Regions from separate parts of the Anser cygnoides genome. Here region 1 is linked to region 2. Evidence: chromatin contacts called from public Hi-C data. All regions are on one chromosome and are shown on one strand. Each heading gives the region's core, a stretch centred on a gene start, on an enhancer-like site or on the middle of the called end of the contact. The rest is flanking DNA. Distances are from core to core; before and after follow the strand shown. Region 1 overlaps YWHAE (tyrosine 3-monooxygenase/tryptophan 5-monooxygenase activation protein epsilon). Region 2 holds the start of NCBP3 (nuclear cap binding subunit 3).

The links. Hi-C and Micro-C count contacts between places; a contact is called where the count stands out from the background.
Region 1: a contact with region 2 is called in a Hi-C map of liver, with 4 times the contacts expected there. The contact joins the enhancer-like site here to the promoter of NCBP3 in region 2. A contact is called at or near these places in 4 of 7 Hi-C or Micro-C datasets (granulosa cells and liver).

What each region holds. Positions count from the first base shown.
Region 1 is chr18:7,268,877-7,275,251 of Taihu_goose_T2T_genome, forward strand. YWHAE (tyrosine 3-monooxygenase/tryptophan 5-monooxygenase activation protein epsilon) reads left to right here. Exons shown (of 7, transcript XM_048068029.2): 3 at 3,338-3,444; 4 at 3,773-3,979; 5 at 4,766-4,902. Among named protein-coding and RNA genes, the nearest start is that of YWHAE, 15 kb to the left of the region's middle. Within about 2 kb of position 4,690, at least 1 of the 3 cell types and tissues checked has open chromatin away from gene starts, as enhancers often do. A contact at or near this core is called in liver, where this site is marked.
Region 2 is chr18:7,235,178-7,241,418 of Taihu_goose_T2T_genome, forward strand. NCBP3 (nuclear cap binding subunit 3) reads right to left here and starts at 1,838. Exons shown (of 19, transcript XM_066979898.1): 1 at 1,261-1,838; 2 at 523-647. CRK (CRK proto-oncogene, adaptor protein) reads left to right here and starts at 2,070. Exons shown (of 3, transcript XM_048068027.2): 1 at 2,070-2,398. The coding sequence starts at 2,155.

The sequences.
Region 1 (6,375 bases), core at 3,440-5,939, 37 kb after region 2:
ACTCGGAGTCGTGGTTATTTTGCTTGCCTGCTAATAAATACCCACTATTGTATTTTTCAGTCTTAAGAACAGTGTTACTGGGGGATCCTTCCCAGGCTTGAAAGACTCTTGGGGCGGGGGGGGGAAGAGGGGAGCATTGGGGACAACACAAAACAGTTATCTTGGCCTGTTAGTCCCTAGACTAAAGTTTTGAGGGGTGAGAGAAAACTAGCATCTCTGGAAAAATCTCTTGCCTACCACCAAAACCAGGTGTAGGGGCTTGCACAGCTGTGAACTGCTGCTTGAGTTGAAATGGAAGTTGTAGTTAGTGTAGAAATCATCTGAGTCTTTTGTCTACATCAGTATTTGTTAGAATTCAACTCTTTGGTCTTGTTCAAGTGAACTCCAAGCACTTGAAATTACTAGCCAGTATGACCTGGGGCAGAACTCAAGGGCTGATGGTGTCAGAGCAGGACCTGGCTGGTTTTGTCTGAGGCGTGCATCAGGCAATACTGAAGGGCGGTAGAGGCCTCTCTACTCTTTACGTTGTCTGCTTAAGATAAACGTAGCAGAACCAGTACAGAGTTATGGGAAAAACTGTTGCTGACATGATTCCTGCTTCTTGGGTCCTGTGGCCATGTGGATGCACAAACGTGGAGCCCCTGGCTTTCTCCTCTGACTGCATCTCTGTGGATGAGAACATGGAGGCTTGCTTTCTCTGTCCTTGAGAGGATGAAGTGGTGCCTGCACATGATGCAGTTCAGATCCTTGCAGTAAGACCAAATCCCTTCCCTAATAGCATAGGACAAGTGTTCACCTCCCTCTTACAGTCTGTACTTGTGGCATACTGAGTGTGCTTTGTAGTGCTCAGCCTGGGTTGTATTTTGGGGCAGCTGCAGGGCTTTCTCCTTCCTCTCTTCATAGAAAGATTAGCCTGGAAGTTGACACGTGGGTGGTCATTTTGTTTCTCAGGGGAGTGGGGAGGAAGGTAGCTCACAGGCTTTAGCAACTGCTGCCTGCTGTTCTGCTTTCATGTTGCATCCCAGCTGTGAGGTGCAGCTATTCTGTGGGCTAAATAGTAAAACAGGTCAAAGAACTAGTACGGGCCATGATTTTCCTGGTTGGTTCTAATACGTTTCCTTATTTAGGTCATCAGGTGGTTTAGAAACTGCTGTACCTGTAGAGCTAAGAACCCAGTCTGGAATCTGCTTAAGCCAGCACAACCACTAAAATACAGAGGCAGGGTGGATTGGGGCGGGGGGGGGCACTGCACCCATCAGGATGAGCCATGTCATTGCTAGTCAGAGCCTGCAGTTCCATGTGTCCTATTTTGAGCTAAAATGGTAATAGGCCCTAAAACTGCCTGTTCTGCGCGATCCCAAAAGGCTTAGTGTGAGCTCTTGTGCTGGCTTGCTGTGCAGAGCTCAGTTATTCTCTGTCAAGAGAAGATCCCTTTAGATCTCTTTTTTTTTTTTAAAAAAAAAAAAAAGAGCTCTTAGGATTGTGGTGGTGGGGGGGAGTTGTTTTTTTTAATTAGCTCAATTTGTATTAAACCTCTTAAGTTAAGCACGGTCAGGACATATAAATTGCCCTGGTCAGTAGTTGCTTTCTGGTAACTTGTGTGACTGATCCTTTAAGCACAGCTGAAAAAGGTCTGTCTGAGATGAAATGGAAGTTTGTACGTGTCTGGTTTAACAAAAGAAGATTAGAAACTGATTTAATTCTTTGCAGTTGTGCTGAAGATCTCTCTGCAAAAGAAGTCATTGAGAAAGAGGATCAAGAGGAAAGAAGTTTGCAGGAACTGACTGCTGGCACAGGTTTTATAGCTTTTGTAGCCCAAGAATATATGAAGTAGATTCTTCTCAAGCGACCATATTTCAGCAACTTCCCTAAGCATTTGTCACATAACTAAGTATAGCATCTAACTCTTCCTCTGAATGCTCTAGGGCATTCTGTCATTGTTTGCATATGAAATTTGCTGTATATTAATCTACCTAAAGGAACTTCTCCAGATCTGTTAAGTAACTTTGTACAAATTGATATGTGCCAGTTTAATTTATTTTAGATCTAGTTTTAACAGTTTTGAGGCTAGATGTCGTGGTTACAAACCACAAGAGTTTAGAAACTATATGGTGATAAGATACTGCATGAAAAGAAAAATGCTATATGAAAGAAAACTGCATGAGTGGGGGGGGGATAGGAAGGGATAGCAGGCTGACTGGGGCTGCTCTTGCGATCTGAGGCGTGCAGCTACTGGTACCGCTTACTGTAGCTGATGTCGATGCCTTGCCTTGAAAACCTCAACTTTGTAGGCTGTAACAGTAGCTTGAGCCAGAGTTGTCTTCAGCCATAACGGAAAGTTAATGCCAAATCAGGAAAGAGCAGCAACAGGTTGCTATCTGCACTTAACCAACCCCTCTTGCTGTGGATGATGTGGGATGCTTGGATCAAGTCTGGTTTTGGCAATGTAGATGTCAAAAAAGAGCTTTTAGCTTTTTTTCGAAGGTGTTTAGTTTGCTTTCAGGTATGAAGCTTTCTATGGTAGAATCTAATCTTGTAGACCTTGCTTTTTTTATTCCAAAGCAGGAAAAAAAGTGATGTGACCATGTTTTCAATTTTGGCTATTAAAATCCAGTAACTGATTTTAAATAAGACTTAATATATTGTTTTCTTTGACCACTGACCTCACTGTTAGTGTTGATGGTTTCTGCTTTTTTCTTTGTTATGAACTGCTATGCTTTGCTTTTTTATTGCCTGCTTCTGAAGCTTGTATTTTTTTCTGTAATTTGTTTTCCCCTTGTATCTGACCTTTTTTTGTCTGTGACACATCTGTTGTGTTCTAATATTACATGATTTTTGTCTTAGGGCTTTTCTGCTAGTACTTGGCCTCCCAAGTAGCCAGTGGAAACCTGTTCTGAATGTGTAATGTAACTGGGGGTGAAATGGAGTTCAGCTGACCTGTCTTAACTACCTTCAAATTGTTTCCTTCACCATTGCCACTTCAGGGCCTTCCAGGATCAAAAACGTGAGGCATTAGGAGTTGTGCAAGTCATGCAGTAAGCAGTTATATGCTGAGACAGACATAATGCAACTGTCTAGCAAGATGTTTCCCAGGGAATTTATAATTCCGTTATTCAGTTACGCATTTCATCATACATCAGTCCTTGCATCTTCTGTCTGCCAGCTAACTACCCAGTACTGTTTTGCTTAATGTACCTGTGGACAGCTGAATCTGTCCTGTTTTTTGTCTTCCCCCTCCTTGGGTATTTATGATGCCACCTGTTTGATATTAAATATTTTTGAGACAGGCCTTTAGTCTTCTGTGCTAACCTTGCTGCCTCTTTGTGTTTTTTTTAAGGTTGAGACTGAACTGAAGTTAATCTGTTGTGACATTCTGGATGTACTGGACAAACACCTCATTCCAGCAGCTAACACTGGCGAGTCCAAGGTTTTCTATTACAAAATGTGAGTGTTGCCTTGGGAGGTGAACTTCTTGTTGTATCTGGAGTAGATAACGGGAGTAAAGTAGTGATGCATGGTGGGTTTTTTCAGGCTAGAACAGCCAATACTATAATATCCTGTACTAACGCAACAAAAGAAAAATCAAACCTTCTCCCGCTTGATGGTTTAAAATGTGCTTAGGTGCTAAGGCCCTGTTGCCTGGGCAGTAATTCAGCAGTAGTAGTCCTTTTGTGTGTGAATGTACAAAATGACTTGTAGAACTAAGCACTTTAGTGGCTGGTGTGGAAATAAGGACTAATGACTTATTGTTTGTTCTATCCTTGTTTTTCAGGAAGGGGGACTACCATAGGTATCTGGCTGAGTTTGCCACAGGAAATGACAGGAAGGAGGCTGCAGAGAATAGCTTGGTGGCTTACAAGGCTGCTAGTGATATTGCAATGACAGAACTCCCGCCAACACATCCTATCCGCTTAGGACTTGCCCTCAACTTCTCTGTATTCTACTATGAAATTCTTAATTCTCCTGATCGTGCCTGCAGGTAGGTAGTGACTGGGGAGATGGGGGAAACTTACGTGAACACCAAACAAGCCAAAAGTGGTTGCTAGTTAGAGAATGACTTTAATGCAACAACAAAAAAAAAAAAACAACACTGTGCTGGCTTTTTTCCTGCTGTTTGAGGTTACACCATTGGAAAGGCTTTGAACTTTTGTATCCTTTTGAATCCAGATGAATTTGTTTATCTGGGAGTAGGTTATGTACGAGAAGCAGTAATAACCTTGGACCAATGAACCAGTGGCAGCTTGACAACTTGCCATGTTAACTCTATGCTCACCATTACTGTGCAAAAAGTGTGAGGTAATTTAGCTTGCCTCTCTTGGTGCTGGCTCCTACACATGGTAAGAGGTGTCATGGTCAGAGGAATTAGTGGTATAGATGAGCTTTTGTAATTATGCTGATCTTTCGGTATTTAGCTTGTATGAGCATAGAAGTGAGGAATGAAGCAAAGACTTCCCTCTATTTCTGTCTCTGCAGGTTATGTAACTTTTTAAAGCTTTTAGCAGATGTTGATCAGTTCTATTGTGAGATGTAGAAACATTTAATAAACCCCAAATTCTTGAGTAAATAGTTACTGTTCTTAGTCATGCAAAGTAGTCGATTTTTTTTGAAGACTGGAGATGTTTATCCAAACATCTGAACACTTTTAAATAATATTTTTTAAAAAGAGGCTATGCATGTCTAGGTGGCTACATGAAAATAGGTGTTCTGAGGTGTTGACTTCAGAATTCTTTCACGATATGTATTAAGTCTGACTTTGTGCTTATAGGTTGGCGAAAGCAGCTTTTGATGATGCTATTGCAGAACTGGATACGCTGAGTGAAGAAAGCTATAAGGACTCTACACTTATCATGCAGTTGTTACGTGATAATCTGACACTATGGACTTCAGACATGCAGGGTGATGGTAAGTAAACGCCACTCGAAGGTGCTGCTGTCCCCTGAGCTCTACTCAGAAAACAAAGCAGAGATGTGTAGATTTTAGATTGATTTGGTGTTTCGTTGCTGTCATTCTTAATAATCGACCTTTCTGAACTTCTGTCCTTAACATGGGATGTATTGATGGGGTGACAGCAAGTTCTACTGAGAAGTTTTTCAGCTTCATACTTGAAGAAAGGAGATGTAATTAGTACCATTCTAAACATCAGTGATTATTTTAAAGCAGTGACTTCACTTAATTATCTGTCTTTTGTGGCTTGTCATGTTCATCTTACAGTTGTCATTTCAGCCAGATATCAAGTTCCAGTGCAGGAGGAAGTATTGCAAATGATCTAGTTCCCTTTTCAGGTCACTTAATGTTTCTGTTAGCTTTTCAGTACAAGATTGTTTACTGCCATCATGGCAATCCCTGTATCTTTTATGAAGAATCGAGTATGAAGATGAACAGGGATTCTGTAATTCTGTTACAGGACAAAAGAGTGAATGCTTAGAAAAGTCTAAATTTGCTACTTGATGTTTGGAAAGCTCTTTTTGTTTAACTACTCCCAGCAGATGCGAGGTTGTGACTCTGGAAATGGGCTATTGCCAGAGCAAAGAGCAAATATATCCTCTGGCAGTATCTGAGGGTGGGGCACTGATTGCTTCTCTTTACTAACATCTGATAGTTACTCACATAAGTATTTCTGATGTTCTGAATGGACTTTATTTCCACTTACATTTAATGTTCTATGTGAAAGAAATTTTGAGTTTGCCTTGTTTTGCTTATTAGTGAATTAAATGTTCTTTATGTAGAAAGATTAAACTTGTGTTTCCTTCTGCAAAAATTAGGTTCTGGATAGACCTGTAAAAAAAAAGCTAGATTTCTTTACTTAAATTTTAGGAGAAGAAAATCTGGCCTGTTTATTAGAGTATTAACAGAGGTCTAAAACAATATTCCAACTTGACTTCAGATAAGTCTGTAAATTTTTTAGTGTAAGTTGTTACTTGTTGTGTGGCAGTAGTCAGGTAGCTTTACTTTGGAGTACTTTACTGGCGTAGTGTCTGAAAGCAATGGTGGAATCTCATTACCTTCTTACTGCCTGCTGCCACTTGGTCAGTGGGGGCTGATGGTTTCTTTTAAGCATTGTTCACTTCAAGCTCTGGGAATGGCAGCAGACATGTACCATGAGTATTAATGCTGCAATTCAAATTTTACCCCTATTTCTTTGGGCTTTAGACAGAACTGGGGGGCAGAAGACTGTACACATGCTGGGTCTTGGCTTGTAGGGTAGCTGACATCTTAGTGCAGTCTCTTGCAAGGGACCCTGTGTTGTTTTCAAAGGTGCAACATTATATGATTCTGTACCCTTAGATATATATATTGCCCAGGTGGATCTGTAGAGCAGTGTCTCTAAGCATTGCAGGTATTAGATGCCTTCCGTGCTGTGGCTAGGGGAAAAAT
Region 2 (6,241 bases), core at 588-3,087:
CAAAAGGAGCTTCTTTCAGGAGGGAAATATTATGCATTTCCCCATCACTGACCACCAGAGGGAACTCTTGCAATAAGATTCCGAACTGCTTGCAGCAGAAAATCTGATGAAACCCTCCACCAACTCCTGTAGTTTTGTGGTTCAGCTGAAAACATGGGGAGATGGGGTACAAAGATGGGGACTTGCAAGACAAGAAAATAAAAGTCTGCAGGCCCTCAGTCAACAGGGGACTTTTTTTTACAGTGTCTAGCAGAAGTCAGAAAAACAGTGAATTTTACCATTGTAAGAAAGTTTTGTTTTGTTTGAAGTCTGTTTGAACCACTAACCAGAATGGACGTGCTTTCTTGCTGCTGTGATTTAACTCTCCTAGCAGCCTGGGCCCTCAACAAGAATCTGCAGCTTTTCAAATCTGAGAAAAAAACTGAGCACGGAAGTGTGCTATTTCTGCAACTGGCTAACAAACTCCACATGTCACCAGGGAAACTAGGACTAGGTTCTAAATAGATTATGACTGGCTCCTACCTACAGTCCATCTGGAGAGAGAACGGGATCAGCAGAGGAAGGATGTTCATTTGTTAAACCATCAGATAAGCAGAAGTCAAGCACCTGGTGTTTTCCTATGTATTTGGTGAACTGCAGCCTCCCACCTGTAAGACAGAATATTTTCTCATTGGGATATTGTCGAGGTTGATACAAGCCTAGTTAACTGACAGGATACCAAAGTCCTGTTCATGAGAGATACGCGGCTTCAAAGCATCCTACAAGGAAGCAAAGATGCTGTCAGCCAGGCAGGAACACAGCACCCTCACAGTTAAGGACAGCTATGCTCTAACGTTATGTTTATGCAAGTGCTGCCACATGGAGGCCACACAGATGAAAAAACACATTCCTTTCTGGAAAAAGCTCTCAGAATTGAGCAGAGCTGGAACAGAATTCAATACACATTTATCCAGACTCTAAAGACTTTACTCTGGAACTTGGATAGCCTGGAGAACAATCTAAAATGGTTAAATATTGCTCCATCCTTATAGACATCATTCTTAGTTGTCCACGTGCACACATCCACATTCCTCTGTGGCACCAGTGGAAGTTAAGCAATTCTCTGTTTGCAGGCCCCTGCGGTAACACGGTCAGTGAACTCTTCTGGGTAAAAATACGCTTTTTCTTTTGCAGAGCTATTTTTAACCTAGAACAGCTCATTGGCTCGATTCAGCCCCATGAAAACAGCTGTGCTGGCACAACCGTGGGGTGGGAACATACAGCTGGCAGGGAAGACGAGGACAGGAACTGCTGGTGCAGCTCTGAAGGGAAGAAGACAGCGAGCTGTATCCCTAGCGCCTGCCACGGGCGCGGACAAGCCTGGCTTCACACAAGTGATCTCAGCCAGCCACAGAAGCTGGGAAGCCAAGAGGGGATTGGGACACTCAGGGGGTTACCCTGCCTTCCTCCTGCCTCCTAACGGGATGCACCAGCTGCAGAGACAAGTCCGCTGCCCTCTGTTCCCCTCAGCCCCCTGCTCCCCTCAGTGCTCCTGTCAACACTTCCAGCTCCCCTCAGCTCCTCGGGTGCCTGCCCCCCTCAAGGTCTCCTCAGCCCCACCTCAAGGTCTCCTCAGCCCCCCAAGCACCCACTCCCTTCAACCCTCCTCAGCTCCTGTCAGCCCCCCTCAGCTTAAGCCCCCTGTTCTCCTCAGCCCCTCTCAGCCCTCCTCAGCCCCTCTCAGCCCTCCTCAGCCCCTCTCAGCCCTCCTCAGCCCCTCTCAGCCCTCCTCAGCCCCTCTCAGCCCTCCTCAGCCCCTCTCAGCCCTCCTCAGCCCCTCTCAGCCCTCCTCAGCCCCTCTCAGCCCTCCTCAGCCCCTCTCAGCCCTCCTCAGCCCCCCTCAGCCCCTCTCAGCCCCCCTCAGCCCCTCTCAGCCCCTCACACACCCGCACCACCCCAACTCCCCCCTCCCTCTCCCCTTCTCCCCCCCCGGCCGCGCGTGCAGATGACGCGCCTCCTTCCCCGCGTCCCCCCGCGCGCCGTCACGTCCGGTAGGTGAGGTCAGGGCCGGGGCCGCCATTTTGGGTGGCGGGGCTGGGCGCGGAGAGGGGGCACGGCGGGGCCGGGCCGGGCCGGGGGGGGGGGGGCGCGGCGGCAGCAGCGAGGGCGGCCCCCATGGCCGGGCAGTTCGACGCCGAGGACCGGGCGAGCTGGTACTGGGGGCGGCTGAGCCGGGCCGAGGCGGTGTCGTTGCTTCAGGGGCAGCGCCACGGCACCTTCCTGGTGCGCGACTCCGGCACCATCCCGGGGGACTTCGTGCTGTCGGTTTCCGAGAGCTCCCGCGTCTCGCACTACATCGTCAACAGCCTGGGGCCGGCGGGAGGCCGGCGGGCCGGCGGCGAGGGCCCCGGGGCCCCGGGTGAGTGATCCCCTCACAGGGCCGGCCGTGCACCCTCAGCCCCCGGGAGGGCGGCCGGAGAGGCCGGGTCCCGCTCGGTGCCTCCTCCCGGGCCGCGTCTGGGGCTTTCTGTGAGGAATTCGGTCGTGTGGTGCTGCTGGGGGTGCCGAGCCAGGTGTTTGTGGGCAGCAGCCGCTGAGGGAGTCGGTTTTAGGAGTTAAACGTGCGCTGGGTTGAGCGTTGGTTCTCCTGAACCCGGAGCCGTGGTGCTCCGCGCGTAGTTTTGTTTTCATAAAACTTAATTACTACACGGGGCATGTCACCTCAGCTTGGAGATGGAGGTCTAGGAGTGTTATCTGAACGGCTGAATTCTGCCGAAATGGTTTTGTGTTAGAGGACAGGCTGTAAGGCTAAACTTCAGGTCACAAACCAAAGCATCAGGGGGGTAATTTAAGTGTTAGGAACTCGTCTGGAATGTAAAAGCAATTATTCCTTTAAATTAGATGTGAAGTTTTGGGTGCTCCCACGCACACAGTGTGTTGAAAGGGAAGATATGATATTATTTCTCATTGACTTAACATCACCAATAATCAATAAAGCATCCAAATTAATGCTCATAGAGTAGAAAATACTGACTGTAAAAAGGAAAACTATTATCGTGGGAAGCAGTGTTTTTGAAAGTACAAGCATAACTAAATTAACAAGGGCCCTCAGCAATGCATAATCCTTAGATGTGCAAGTGAGAAGATTTAGTTAAAAGGCAGCAATATCCTTACTCGGGTCATTACTGAAATCAGTAGTAGAACCACTCAAGCGTGCATGTTAATGCTCGTAAAATGATGTGGGCGTATTCCTGGCAGCTCAGAAAGAAACCGCTGCAAAGTTTTGAAGGTTGTATGTAGGTACAGTCACTTTCTATGTTTGGAGAATTCAACGGTATTTGTTACATAAAGGATTTTTCAGTCTCTTGCACAGACCCTAGTTGACTAGGAAGGGGTAATCTGAAAAAAAAACAGACCTGTTGCCAGTAGATTTGCACCATTATGCAGTGATCTCTCCTGCTTAGGGCAACATTTAAAATTGGCAAACTGGGGAAAGCCTGAAGTCATCGTGTTTATCTAGGAACATACCACAGCTGCAGAGTGTACTCGAGTCATAAAAAGGTCCATGAGATAGAATTTAAAGGTGGCCGAATTCAGCTGGAAGTAAAGTGGGAAGTTAAGTGGTTTGCCACAAGACTTGTTAGATTACTCCTTGTTTCGTATCGGTCAAGACAAAGGTTTATTTTCATAGGTTTGTGAAGGCTTGATGCGGGAAATGCATGACTGATGTTGCATAGAGCAGAACAAACTGCCAGGATGGTTAGTAGTGGAATCCCTAGAAGTGAAAAACCCTGAAGTATGTGTGCCAGTTACTTTGCTTGGCAGTCGTTTTCCACAGAGCAGCTCATCTGTGGAAAAACAATGTTTTTCATGTTATTGAATGCCTAGTCTATGTTACTGTGATACCACCTTGGTAAATAGCCGTTCTAACTTTTTCATTATGCTACCCTCTTAAACTCAGTAATGTTTTGTGGCATTCTGTGGGCTGGATTACATTGTGAGTGTTAAAACATTTTGAGGTTTTGGTGTTCTTTTTACAAATCACTTAATGCCCCTTAGGTAGTTATGTTCTGTTTTAAATATTTATCTGCTTTAGCAGACTAGCTGCGTAGGCTATTGGCACGGTAGGCTTAATCTGTGTTAAAAGTTTATTTTTGGTAGGGCTTTTTTTTTTTTTTTCCCCTGGATGTTATGAGAGGAGGTGGTGCTTCACTCCTGCATCACAGATAATCCTATGCTGAAATTTTAGTGGTTTTAAATAAATGCCTTTGTGCTGATGCTGTTTTCTTTTCACACTTAAATGAAAGAAAGAAGGCGGGTGCGTATGTATTAAATTACATTTAAAGTGTAAGTTTCTTTCAGAAAAAGTGGGGAGGGGAATGTTCAGCAGGGGAAGGGAGATGAAATCATTGGTAAAAGATGGAAGGTGATTTCATGTTAGAATAGGGAAGGTAATGCAGTAAAATGAAGTAAATGTTTGCAAACCATTGTGGTGATTTATTGTGGTCAAGTTAAAACATGAGGAAGAACAACTTCACTGCGTTAATTATCTGTACTGTCTACTTTTTTAAGGTGATTTTCTTGTTAGCTTCAGTAAGCATGTGTGATTCATGACTGCTGGAACGCTGCTGTGTGCAGATTATACTGGGAACCTAGCTCCAGTACAGGATGAATGCGATGAGGATCTTTGGCTTTCCTAATATAAAAAGCCATACTGTCACAAAAATTAGATGATTTCTTCCACTTCTGAAGTATTTAAAAAAAAAAAAAGCTAACTTTTGGGTAATTTTGCCTTTTGCCTGATGTGCTGTAGTTCCTAACTTCTTGTAGGCAATGTTTCAGAATAAGGAAGAAAGAATTCAACAGAACTTCCCAAAATAACTACATCTTACTTACATGTTTTAAGTCCATTAAAAGAAATAGGGTAAATCATTGAATTATGGGAATAAAAATGCTCTGTTTCCAGTAGAGATGAAAATTAACAATTGCATCGGAATTAGGGTGTCATTTGTAATCAAGCATCATAGGCTACAGAAATCCCAAACTAGACAAAGTACTACGTGCAGGCATTAGCATGGTAATGGACAATAGAGGAAATATTTAAACACATCGTATGCTTGCAATTTGACATACAAGTCCAGGGTAAAAACATATGATATGAATTAAAAGAAGATGCCTAAATTATCTAAAGACAGACTTGCTTCCTACTGAAAGCATGATGTGATAAAGACAGAAACATTAGAATAATAAATTTTTACTCTGAAGTAGGAAAGTATGACACCACCTTCTACAGTGTATGCATTTTAAGAACATGCTTCTTGTGATTCTAAATCACCTCCATTATGATTTTTAAAAATTCAGACTGTAATCATATAATGATATCCGTACTCAGCTCTTTATATGATGATAGGGCTTTAGATATGGGTGAGCAACATGGTTTAACTTGGACACCTGTTTTTTAATTATTTTTTTGATATTAAGGTCCTAAAATACAAACTATTGGAGGCTTGGAAAGTGTATGCATTAGGCATTTACTTTTCTCTCATCCTCTGATTATCTGCAGAAATGGCAATAAGGAGCTTCTGTGAGAATTTTCTTCTGACGTGCTTAGAGCTCTTCTCAGCAGTCAGTGAATGGGATTTTACTGTTGTTGTAGAGCATTCCTGGGTACTTGTTCGTTTTGCTGAGGCATGAGTAGAGAGGTGCTTAAGACTAAGGGAAAAAGGTGTCCGTGTAAGGGTGGGGGAAACGCACAGGCTGGAATGTGATGCCTTCATAGCAGAGTTCGTGTATGCTCAGGGGAAGCTGGCTTACATCGCTGTGATGCCTTTGAAATGAGAGCCTTGTGTCTCAGCACCCTGAATGCTAAGAACAGCCTTTCTTGCCCAAAGCATACTTTTGAAGATGGCGGGTAGGGGCTTATGGAGGAGGTCTAGAAATGAAAACGAAAACTTCTGTTCCTGTGAGGTCTTCCAAAGAAAGCTTACCAGAGCTTAAGGATGAATGGAGAACTGCCTAGTGGCACTAACACAATTGGAGTGTAGAGAGAAATGTAAAACCCATGAGATCTGATGGGGTGAGAAGCTGCTCTGTGCTTATGCCACCCGCCCACACTCTCAAGAAGTAGAATATTAGGTATTTTATTTAGAAAACATATAATAAATGATCTTTCCCACGTGGGCACAAGGCCAACCCCAGTGTAAAAGTGTTTTGTCAGGAAGGCATATGCCTTGCAGAGAACTGACAGGGTCCAGGTTTGAAA